Linked DNA regions of Strix aluco: region 1 is linked to region 2. The links are chromatin contacts, called in public Hi-C maps. All regions are on one chromosome and are shown on one strand. Each heading gives the region's core, a stretch centred on a gene start, on an enhancer-like site or on the middle of the called end of the contact. The rest is flanking DNA. Distances are from core to core; before and after follow the strand shown. Region 1 holds the start of HNRNPDL (heterogeneous nuclear ribonucleoprotein D like). Region 2 holds the start of COPS4 (COP9 signalosome subunit 4).

The links. A called contact is a pair of places that touch in the nucleus more often than the background predicts.
Region 1: a contact with region 2 is called in a Hi-C map of heart, with 12 times the contacts expected there. The contact joins the promoter of HNRNPDL here to the promoter of COPS4 in region 2. A contact is called at or near these places in 2 of 2 Hi-C or Micro-C datasets (brain and heart).

Annotation. Positions count from the first base shown.
Region 1 is chr4:85,514,250-85,519,253 of bStrAlu1.hap1, reverse strand. HNRNPDL (heterogeneous nuclear ribonucleoprotein D like) reads right to left here and starts at 3,594. Exons shown (of 9, transcript XR_012623236.1): 1 at 3,411-3,594; 2 at 2,728-2,896; 3 at 2,478-2,639; 4 at 2,084-2,215; 5 at 1,851-1,965; 6 at 846-1,013; 7 at 542-639; 8 at 56-159. ENOPH1 (enolase-phosphatase 1) reads left to right here and starts at 3,935. Exons shown (of 6, transcript XM_074823919.1): 1 at 3,935-4,300. The coding sequence starts at 4,217.
Region 2 is chr4:85,330,263-85,334,950 of bStrAlu1.hap1, reverse strand. COPS4 (COP9 signalosome subunit 4) reads left to right here and starts at 2,113. Exons shown (of 10, transcript XM_074823898.1): 1 at 2,113-2,455; 2 at 3,656-3,735; 3 at 4,494-4,645. The coding sequence starts at 2,382. It overlaps LIN54 (lin-54 DREAM MuvB core complex component), which reads right to left and starts at 2,012. Exons shown (of 14, transcript XM_074823902.1): 1 at 1,751-2,012.

The sequences.
Region 1 (5,004 bases), core at 2,345-4,844, 180 kb before region 2:
TGAAGTTTTCCACTTTAATCTTTACGCTGGTACATGAAGTTGGAAGAGACCATACCACAGGACAGCGTTTTCTGGTGTATGCCTTGCGCTCTGCCTGCAACGTGCGACCCCAGAGATAGACGTGGTCAGGGTGACACACGGCCTGCAATGAAGTTCCCGCTGGCGGGTACAAACAAGGTATAATGTCAGAGTTAGAAGACAACATTCTTGTTTTCCTTAAGTTGTACCCATTTCAGTACTTTACCTGTTAATACTTCTAATAAGTTTAATTATTCCTCTAGACCACCTGGTACACAACGCAAAACAGAAAAACTCTTATGTTTTTCTGAAGTACTAAAGAAGATAAAGTCACATTTTTACAAAGTTAAAGATCTATAGACACTGTAGGCAAAGCTGGTTTTAAAAAAAAGTATTTTTTTAAGTTAACAAAAGCTTAATTAAAGGAAAAGTCATGCTACACAAGTTTTTACTCTTCATTTGTCTATTGATCTTTAAATTAGATTAGACATACTCAGAGTGGACCTTGCACTCATGTACACACCTGTTTCCTCAAGTACTAGGTACTGCTTTAGTACGGCTGGTAGTTGTTTTGGTGATTGCCGCCACCACGGGATGCCTTTCCATATGTGCTTTGTTGACCTGCAGATAACACAGGGTGGGGGGAAAAAGCAAAAGCATTAACATCCAACACTCTGAAGGAGATTGTTCCCATACAGTACACCAACAGGACTACTCTTTAGAGCCGTGTATTAGGAGTAAGAGGTGTTACAGAACAAGTTACTAAGGGCATCCCCTGTTTAAAGATGCATGCTATTCTTATCTGGAATGAGATCAAAACCACTTACCACTGTAATCTGTGTATCCTGGCCCATATCCGTAATTGGGATAGTTGTACCCAGAGTAGTCATATCCTCCATAGCCACTGTAGCTTTGATCACTGTAAGCACTATTGTAGTTTCCGTATCCTTGATCATAGTAGTTATTAAATCCTTGATTCCAGTTTTGTCCCTGACCTGAAACCAAGTAGAGCATTTATAAGTTACAGAACATTATTTCACTCCTCTCCTGTGCCACTTGATCTAACTTTCTACAGCAATTTTTCTATGCCAGAACTATTACCTGGAAGAATCCTCTTACCTTCCCAAGAATCTAAGAAAAATAATAGTCTAAAAACAACTGAGGAATCTCATTTGGATATGAGTCATAAGATCCTATTACCCACAACAATGTTAGAGAAAGATAGCAGGTAGTTCTGGTCATAAAACAGTCAGGAAAAACAAAACACAACACTGAAGGCATGCACTACAGCAGCTCCTGCTGTTTTCCTTTAACTTCCATTTTGGATCATTAATTGTCTGAAAACCAAGTTACAGCACAGGATCAGTTTTACTGCTTTGTGTTGGTTCTGACTGCTTGACTTTAAGACTGAGATGCATTAACCTGTAACACGACAGCTGCCTGCTTTTCATCTATTTGCAAGGTGTAGCAAAGTGACTGTCTTCCTCTTCAGTGAGCAGCTTGTGGCTTCTCAACCACGAGCCAAATAGCAGTGTATCCCTTCACGTGGAAGATTAACTGCCCTATACATGTAGCTATGCTGTCAGCTGTGGGTATACAGAAGCACCCTACACCCAGCTTGCCACTTCACCACTTGAATGCAAGCAGAGATTCTGAAGCTTCCACAAGCAGTCACAACCACCAAAATACCATTTACTAACAGGCTACTTTCCATGTTCAATTTAAACATGAGATTTGCACACAGCTCAAAACTTGAGAGTATCAACCAAGACCTCAGTGTTTGGTACAGACACTTAAGCGTTTAGATTAATTTCAACATCCAAAACACTCACCCCGTCCACGCCCCCTTCCGCCTCCTCGTCCACCAGCTGCATTGTTTTTTCCTCCTTTCTGCTGCTGCTGCTGTTGCCTGTATACCTCTTTCGGCTGTGCTACTTTGATCTCACACTGTAAAGAGAGAGAGAATTGTTAACTCGCCAAAATTTCAAGACCATTTTCTGAGTTGCTTTCACAGAAGTCTACAGAAATAGTCTATTTCACATGCCAAGAACAAGAGCCTCCATACCTTGCCTGAACCAATTTGATGGTATCTGCTCTCTAATAACTTCTTTACTGGCTCTTCATCTGTGTAAGTGATAAAACAGAAGCCCCTCCTTTCATTCGTCTTTGTGTCCATGGGAAGCTCAATGTTTTCAATCTGAAATCAAAAGTAACTATAATGCATGAAATCCGTAAGCAATTTTTAATGCTACCAGAACTACTCAGCAGCCCAACATCTTTGCCGACTGCAAATCAGCCCATTGCAACGCTACGGAATCATCAATACACCTACAGTTTCAACAATCCCTAGTTTTATGTAAGTCTGACCCAGCTCTCTCCTCAAAAATTATTCCATCTTAAGACAGAGGCAACACTGCACTTGAAAACCAGAACTGTTCTTATATGCCATTATACTATACCTCGCCAAAAGCTCCAAAGTACTCTTTAATCTGTTCTTCAGATGTATCTGGACTCAGCCCACCAACAAACACTTTTTTTGGTGGCTCCTTCCCTTTTAGGGCTTTTGCCCTTTTAGGATCTATTAGCTTCCCATCCAGTTTGTGTTCCTTCAGTTCCAACACCTAAGAAGCACACAAGGAAACAAAGTCTCAGATCGCTACGGTGACACAGGCAGGCTCTGTGCCATCGATCCAGCAGAAATCCACCCACCTTCTCCACACTGGCAGCATCCTTGAAGAGCACGAACCCAAACCCCCTCGACCTCCCAGTGACCGGGTCTGTTTTAATCGTACAGTCCACAACCTCGCCAAAACGAGAGAGGTACTCTGTCAAGTCTTTCTTGCTAGTGTCCCAGCTGAGGCCTCCAATAAACATTTTCCTGGAACGCAAGAAGTACATACGAATACATGTAAACACACGTGTGTACACACGCAGATAGGTGCAAATGCTCGCGGGGAGCATGGAGCAAGCCCGCTCGCGGCCGCCGCAAGCCAAAGGCGATCGGGAAGCCGCCACCGCCCGGCTCGCCTCGCAGAGGCAACCAGCCGCCGCAGGGGCAGCCCCGGGGAGCTGCTGCCGCTGGCCCGGCCTCACCGTTACAGGCTGTCCGAGCAGCGCAGGCCCACAGAGCCTGCCGGTGACGTCACGCCCCGGATCGGCAGCCCTCCCCCCCTCCCCTCCCCGCCCCGCCCGACGGAAACTGGGTCACCAGCCCGGGACACAAAAGCGGGCTGGGCTACCGGCGTGGGAAGGGGGAGGGCCCGGCCCGCCCGGCCCCGCCTCCCCCGAGCCGCCCCCTTCCCCCCTCCCCCGGCGCGGCCCAAGACTGAGAGAGATGGAGGCGCGGCCCCCCCCCCCCCCCCCCCCCCTCCCCTCCCCCTCCCCAGCCATACCCGTCGTCCTGCTGGTTCTTGCTCGCATTGATCTTGGAGCCCTCGGCGAACTCCTCCGGGCCGCCGCTCATCTCGGTCGCGTCCTCCATGGCGGGGCGAGGGCAGCGGGGCTGCTCCGAGCGAGCGGCGGAGACCTACGCGGCAGAGAAAATGGCGGCGGAAGAGATCCGGGCACCGCCTGCGCCGCCCTTATATATGCGCACCGGCAGCCAATCAGCGCCTCGCTCTCGCCCGCCGCCGCAGCGCCCCTGGCGGCCGCCGCCGGGACTGCAGCACCCGCCCGCCGCCGGGCCGCTGCCGCGCCCCCCCCCCCCCGGCCCCGAGCCCCCGGGCCGCGGCGCCGGTCGGTCCAGCCGGGCCGGTCCAGCCGGGCCCCGCCGAGGGGCCCGGAGCGCGGCCGCCGTCCCCGCACGCCTCGGCCCTCCGCGGTGCTCAGCGCTCCCCGCCGCGGGCCCTGGGGCGAGGCGGCGGCGGTATGTGGGGGGTGTCGCTGCCCTGGGTGGGGACAGCGACCGGGGGACCGGGACAGGCGGGCGCTGGGGGGGGTGGGGGGTGACGTCCGACCCAGCAGCCCCGTTCAGGGGGCGGTGGGGCGGGGCGGGCGCTCCGAGGGCGGGCACAGCCGGCGCGGCACTCCCGCCGCCGGGGTCCTGCCGTCGCCGCACTCGCCTGCCGTGATCCGCGGCGGCTCGGCCCGGCCCGGCGCGGCCCGGCCCGGCCCCCCGCGCAGCCGCAGGGCGGAGCGCCCGCCGCCGCCGCCGCCGCACTCCTCCGGTGTGCCCCGCGCCCCACGTGCCGCTGCCGCCATGGGCGTGCTGCCGGTGCCGGCAGAGGTGCGCGCCATCCTGCTGGACATCGAGGGCACCATCACCCCCATCGCCTTCGTCCAGGTGAGACCCGGCGGGGCGGGCGGCAGCGAACTACCCCCCCCCCCCCCCCCCCCCGCGGCCGGGACCCCGCTGGCACTGCCGGGGGCTCCGCTACCATCGCCGTTATTATCGTCATACCCCGCCCCAGCCCGGGCAGCCGGCGGACGGGGAAGAGCCTCTCCCAGGGCTGCAGCTTCACCGAGGGCGGGCCTGAGTTTCCTCCAGAACCGTAAAACCGTGACACATTTTCTGCCTTTTTTTCTTTTTTTTTTTTTTCTGAATAATGCTCACGAGAAAACACGCCTAGTTTTACCGATCGCCTGCCTCTTTTGTGGGCAGGAGAACAGGGAATTATTCAGATCAAGGGCAGTTCAGTAAATTATTTTTTTCATGAATATGGGGCACTTGAAGCCTCATTTAGGAAAAGCCCTCAAGCGTCAGTGTTGCTCGGAGCTGCAGCACCCCACCCGAATTTGCAGAGAGCCTCAAATACTATCTTGGGGTTGCTCGCTGCCTTTTCCCTTCAAAAGGGTGGGACAGTCAGATGCCTCCAGTGTCACCAGAGCTGTAGTGTGGCTTTTAGACTGGCTCTTAGGAAGTATTTCTGTCCAGAAGGGGTTGTTGGGCGTTGGAATGGGCTGCCCAGGGCAGGCGGGGAGTCCCCATCCCTGGAGGGGTTGAAGAGTCGGGTTGACCCTGCGCTGAGGGATCTGGTGCAGTTGGGA
Region 2 (4,688 bases), core at 864-3,363:
GTGCGAGGCATGTAACCAACAGTTACTCCTTGCTGACGCATATGTAAACTGGATGTCTTGGGGGAAAAAAAAAAAGGACTAGTCTAACGCATTTTATTTTACAAAAGGATTCCCCTGACAGAAGAAATATTCTCAGCTGATAACCCACTATTCTTCTTGCCTCCAATAAGCCAAAAAGCTATTGTGCATCAGCTAACCACATGCACAAGGCAATTGCCTGTTATTGCCAGCTTTATGTAAACATTGTAAAGAATATTCCAAACTATTTTGCATATTCAGTCTTTTCTACAAGAACTGTAATAGATTTCAAGCAACTGTTCAGAAGGATGAACCTAATGAAAGACCATTTAAATACCTGTTCTTTCTTCACTTGAAATCTGAAGTCTGAGAGCTTTCCTCCTGTTCACACTATGTTCCAGTAGATAATTTCACATGCTCAATGCCTCAGTGCTTTCCAGAACTCAAAACTTCCACACCAAACATTACTTAATTAGTACACGATGTGCTTCAAAGTCAAAGCCACAAATAATTAATAACACATTCTGACTGCCAATATAACAAGCGAGAGCGATGGAGAGAAGCTGGGACTGTACTGAAGGATGGTCCAGTTAAACTGCCGTCGAGCTCGGAGCTGCCCGCAGCCGCGCAGCAGCACGCTGACAGCCCAGATACACCCTCGCACTTGGGGGAGTTTAAGGAGCACGGAAAACACTCTCCGCCGTTTCCACCGCCCCCCACTCCGCAGGGCAGAGCCCAGCGAACATCCCCGCAAACAAAGGCAGAACGTCCTCAGGCCGGCCCCAGCCCGGCGCGGCCCCTGCGGGTCCGCAGGGGCCAGCCCGGTCCCCTCCGCCGGCCCACGCCGGCCACTTTGGCGAGCAGGGCGTCCCCGGGCCTAACCCACCCGCCGCTGCCTCCTGCCGCCGCCACGGCCGGGGACCCGGCACCGGCCGACCCCGAGGGCTCCAACCACCGATGCGGTGTCCCGCGGACCGGAGGAGCCGGGCCCCGCCGGCTCCAGGCCCAGCGAGGCGAGCCCCGGCGGCCACGACCGTTAGCATGGAGCGACGCCGGCAACGGCGGCCCCCGCCCACCCCCCGGCGACCGTTCCCCCCGCGCGCCCCCCGGGGCCTCACCTCACCGGCGGGCGGCGCGAGGGCGGCCGGGAGCCGCCGGGCTCCGTCAGCGGCCGCCACCGTATTTCGAAAGATCCGCCATTTTCACCCCGTCACCGCCACCCCCCGCGGCCCGCCCCCGCCGCACCTGCCCCCGCCCGCGGGGCGCCCCCCACCCCCGAGCCGCCCCGCCGCCAAACCCCAACTGCTTCCGGACCGGCAGCGAAGGGGACGGCGGCGGGGGCCCGCGCAGCCCCCGCCCCGGCCTGCGGAGGAAGCCTCCCCGCCGCTCCCCGGGTCCGTTTGAACCCCGCCGCTCCGCTGCGGCTCGGGGCGGCACTGATCCCGGCGAGCAGCGGCGATAAGCCGCGCCGAGAGGACATCCCCGGCGGCGGACGGGCGACCGGGACGGCTAACCCCCGCAAGCCCGGGGAGGTCGGCGGGGCCGCCCGGGAGCCCGCCCCACCGCGGGGAGAGCGCCCAGCGGGGCCGGGCCTGTGCCTTCGCAGCGGGAGGCGACTGTCAGCGTTCCGCCGCTCCCTCCCGGCTTCCGCCACTGCCTCCCCGCCAGCGGGGCCGTGCCCGCACCCCTTTCTGCGTCCTCCCGCCGCCGTTTTCCCGCCCCTCGCACTCACCGGGCGGGTGGGCGCTCTTGCTCTTCCTCCTCCTCCTCCGCAGCTCCCGATGCCTCTCTCCGCCGGCGTCACCGAACGCTCTCCACGCCTCGCTCCGCCGCCGGCCCCCTTCCCTCCGTTACCGCGCCCGGCGGCCGCGGCAGCGGCAGCGCCCGCGACGAAGCCGCCGTGTTTGTTCAAAATCACGCGCCCCGCGCCATTCCCCCGCCGCATCCCATAATACTGAGCCGCGCCGCCCTGGCAACGGCCGGCGCAGCGCCCCTCGCGCGCGCGCGCCGCCCCGCCCCGCGCTTCCGGGACCGCCCCCCGCCCGCTTCCGGGGCCGCCCGCTTCCGGGGCCGCGCGCGCCGCTCGACCGGGATCTGGCCCTGGGCCGGGGGGAGGCCGCCGCCGCGCGCGCGCGCCCGCACGTGATTTTACACGTATATAATTCTATACGTGCCGCCCTTGGGGGGGGGGCGGTGTATGTCGGGCCCGCCCGAGAGTGATGCCCTCGGCCGGGCTCTGCCCGCGGCGACGCTCGCCGTCACGTGACCCTGCGGCGCGGCGGCCCCTCTAGCCCGCTGGGGGCGCGGCTCTATGGTAGGAGGTCCGCCCCGCGCGCCAGGGACACGGCGGCGGATTGGCGAAGATGGCGGCCGCGGTGAGGCAGGACCTGGCGCAGCTGATGAACTCCAGCGGCTCTCACAAGGACCTGGCGGGCAAGTGAGTGCCGATGCCGGCCTCCCCGTAGCGGGGCGAGGAGGGGAAGCGGCCTTTGGGTTTACGGCCGTTGAGGGAGGCGGGGAGCGATAGGAGGCTGCCGGGCCTGGGCAGGGGAGGCGGCTCTTGCTTAACGGCCGCGCTTCTTTAAATAAAAAGAAGAAAGAGTTCACCTCACGATTCTGTCTTTTTTATTTTGGTTTGGGTTTTTTTTGTTTCAAACGACGGCTTGCTCTGTGCTGGTGGTGCCCTAGCATCTCAGTGGGGCCTTAGCCCTTCGCCGTAGCTCCCTCGTGTCTGCCTGCCGCCCCTCAGAGGTCGGCTGCGCCAGACTGATAAGTCGGGGAATTTATTTTTCTCCACTGCTATCGCTAACGTAACTCCGTTGTTATTATTTTCCTTAGTTGGATATTTTGGATGGCAAACCTTGGGGTTTGAGCTACGCACAGTGCAGTGTGTCACATAGATTTTTCTCTCCCCGAGGGTTCAGTCAAATGTAAATTCTTTGAGTCCCAGTAGAGTTGCTTATTTTTTAGAGGAATTGCTTCACTTTTAGGACTTTCATGTACAACTTGGAAACGTTCCCCTCAAAATGTGACTTCAGTGTGAACGTAGTACTTCATCACTATTACAGACACTGAGGTTTTGGCCCAGGCAAAATTTAATTAGCTTTGTGAAGCACAAAACCTGGAATTTCTGTTTTTGCAGGAATAAACGCCTAAAAATGCATAGTCGGTGCCAGTGCTAATGTCAAATGACCGTAACATACTATTTGCCTCCCACTCCCAACGCTGTTTCTCATTGAATATGGCATTTTGAACATTTTACTAACTTTATTAACTTCAATCCATGAGCATTACAGTTTTCGTTACTTTTTCTGTGCGCTATCCTAGGGGTGTAATTTTTTTTTTTTTTTTTTTTACCTTCAGAATTGCGCATATGTTCTCAGATAACAACATGGTAAGCTGTATTATCTGAGAATCTAGTCCTGGGCTTTAAAAAGAGCCAGATACCAATTCTAGATGAATGTTCCTGATGTTTGAGCACAAACACTTTGGAAAATTGTCACCTGAAAGGTGTAGAAAATACAAGCAAAAGCAAGGCTCTGACATTGAAAATAAGCAGAGAAACAGAGTATGTTAGTGAAAAAATGTGCCCTATGAGTGATTTTTTTTTTTTTTTTTTTTTTTAATCTGTGGACAGATATCGTCAAATATTGGAAAAAGCCATTCAGCTGTCGGGTGTAGAACAACTTGAAGCTTTGAAAGCTTTTGTAGAAGCAAGTAAGTGCATCTGGCATAATTGGTTGCACGCTGAGTGAAGGCCAGAGGTCTGTGGGACTGCATGTTGGTTAGGGGTGCGTGAGGCTACATAAATACATGTTATTGTGGTCCTGTTGGATCTCAAACACAGCTAGAAGAGGGATCATCATCGCCACGTTCAAAAGTTACGGGAGAATAGACTTGTAAGCTTTGTAAGTTGTTTTAACTTTCCAGCCTGTCAGTGTGACAGTGTTGGAAGGTGAAAACAAAGTAGCATCTGTTGTATGCTAAAATTGATGCTGGATGCCCAGTGGTATTTAAACTAACAATCCCCTTCTTCCCCTGTCTCAAGTTTGAAAAACTGTCAAGAAGAGACGGTTAGGGTTTTTTTGTGTTACGTTTACCTCTATAAATTACACCTATTTTAATTTTTTTAAGTTGAGAATAAACTTAGTGAAATTTAGCCTAAAGGTTTACTTTGTCCAAAATATTTCAGCAAATGAGAACAGTGATTCATAATGAAACTGTAAATCAAAGTGAGAAATTCATTATTATCTCTCAGGGGTTAGAACTCGGGTGACCTCTAGTGTAAACAAACTTTCTGAGAGGAAAAAAAATTCACCTTTTAAAAACAAAGAAAAAAAACCCCTTCACTTGGATACGGTTTTAAAAACGTGAACTATTCAAATTTACTACAAAAGCAAATTATCACTTACAGTGAAGGCACTGACGAGCACTGCATCCATCTTGTGTTTTTCTTCCATGCGTAACTGAACCAGTGGTGAACGAGAATGTCAGTCTAGTGATCTCACGTCAGCTACTGACAGATTTCTGTACCCATCTTCCAAGTCTTCCTGACAGCACAGCCAAAGAAATTTACCACTTCACCTTGGAAAAGATACAACCTAGAGTTATTTCATTTGAAGAGCAGGTGAGCGATCAATGACAAGGGGTTTTGGTTTGCAGGCTTGGCT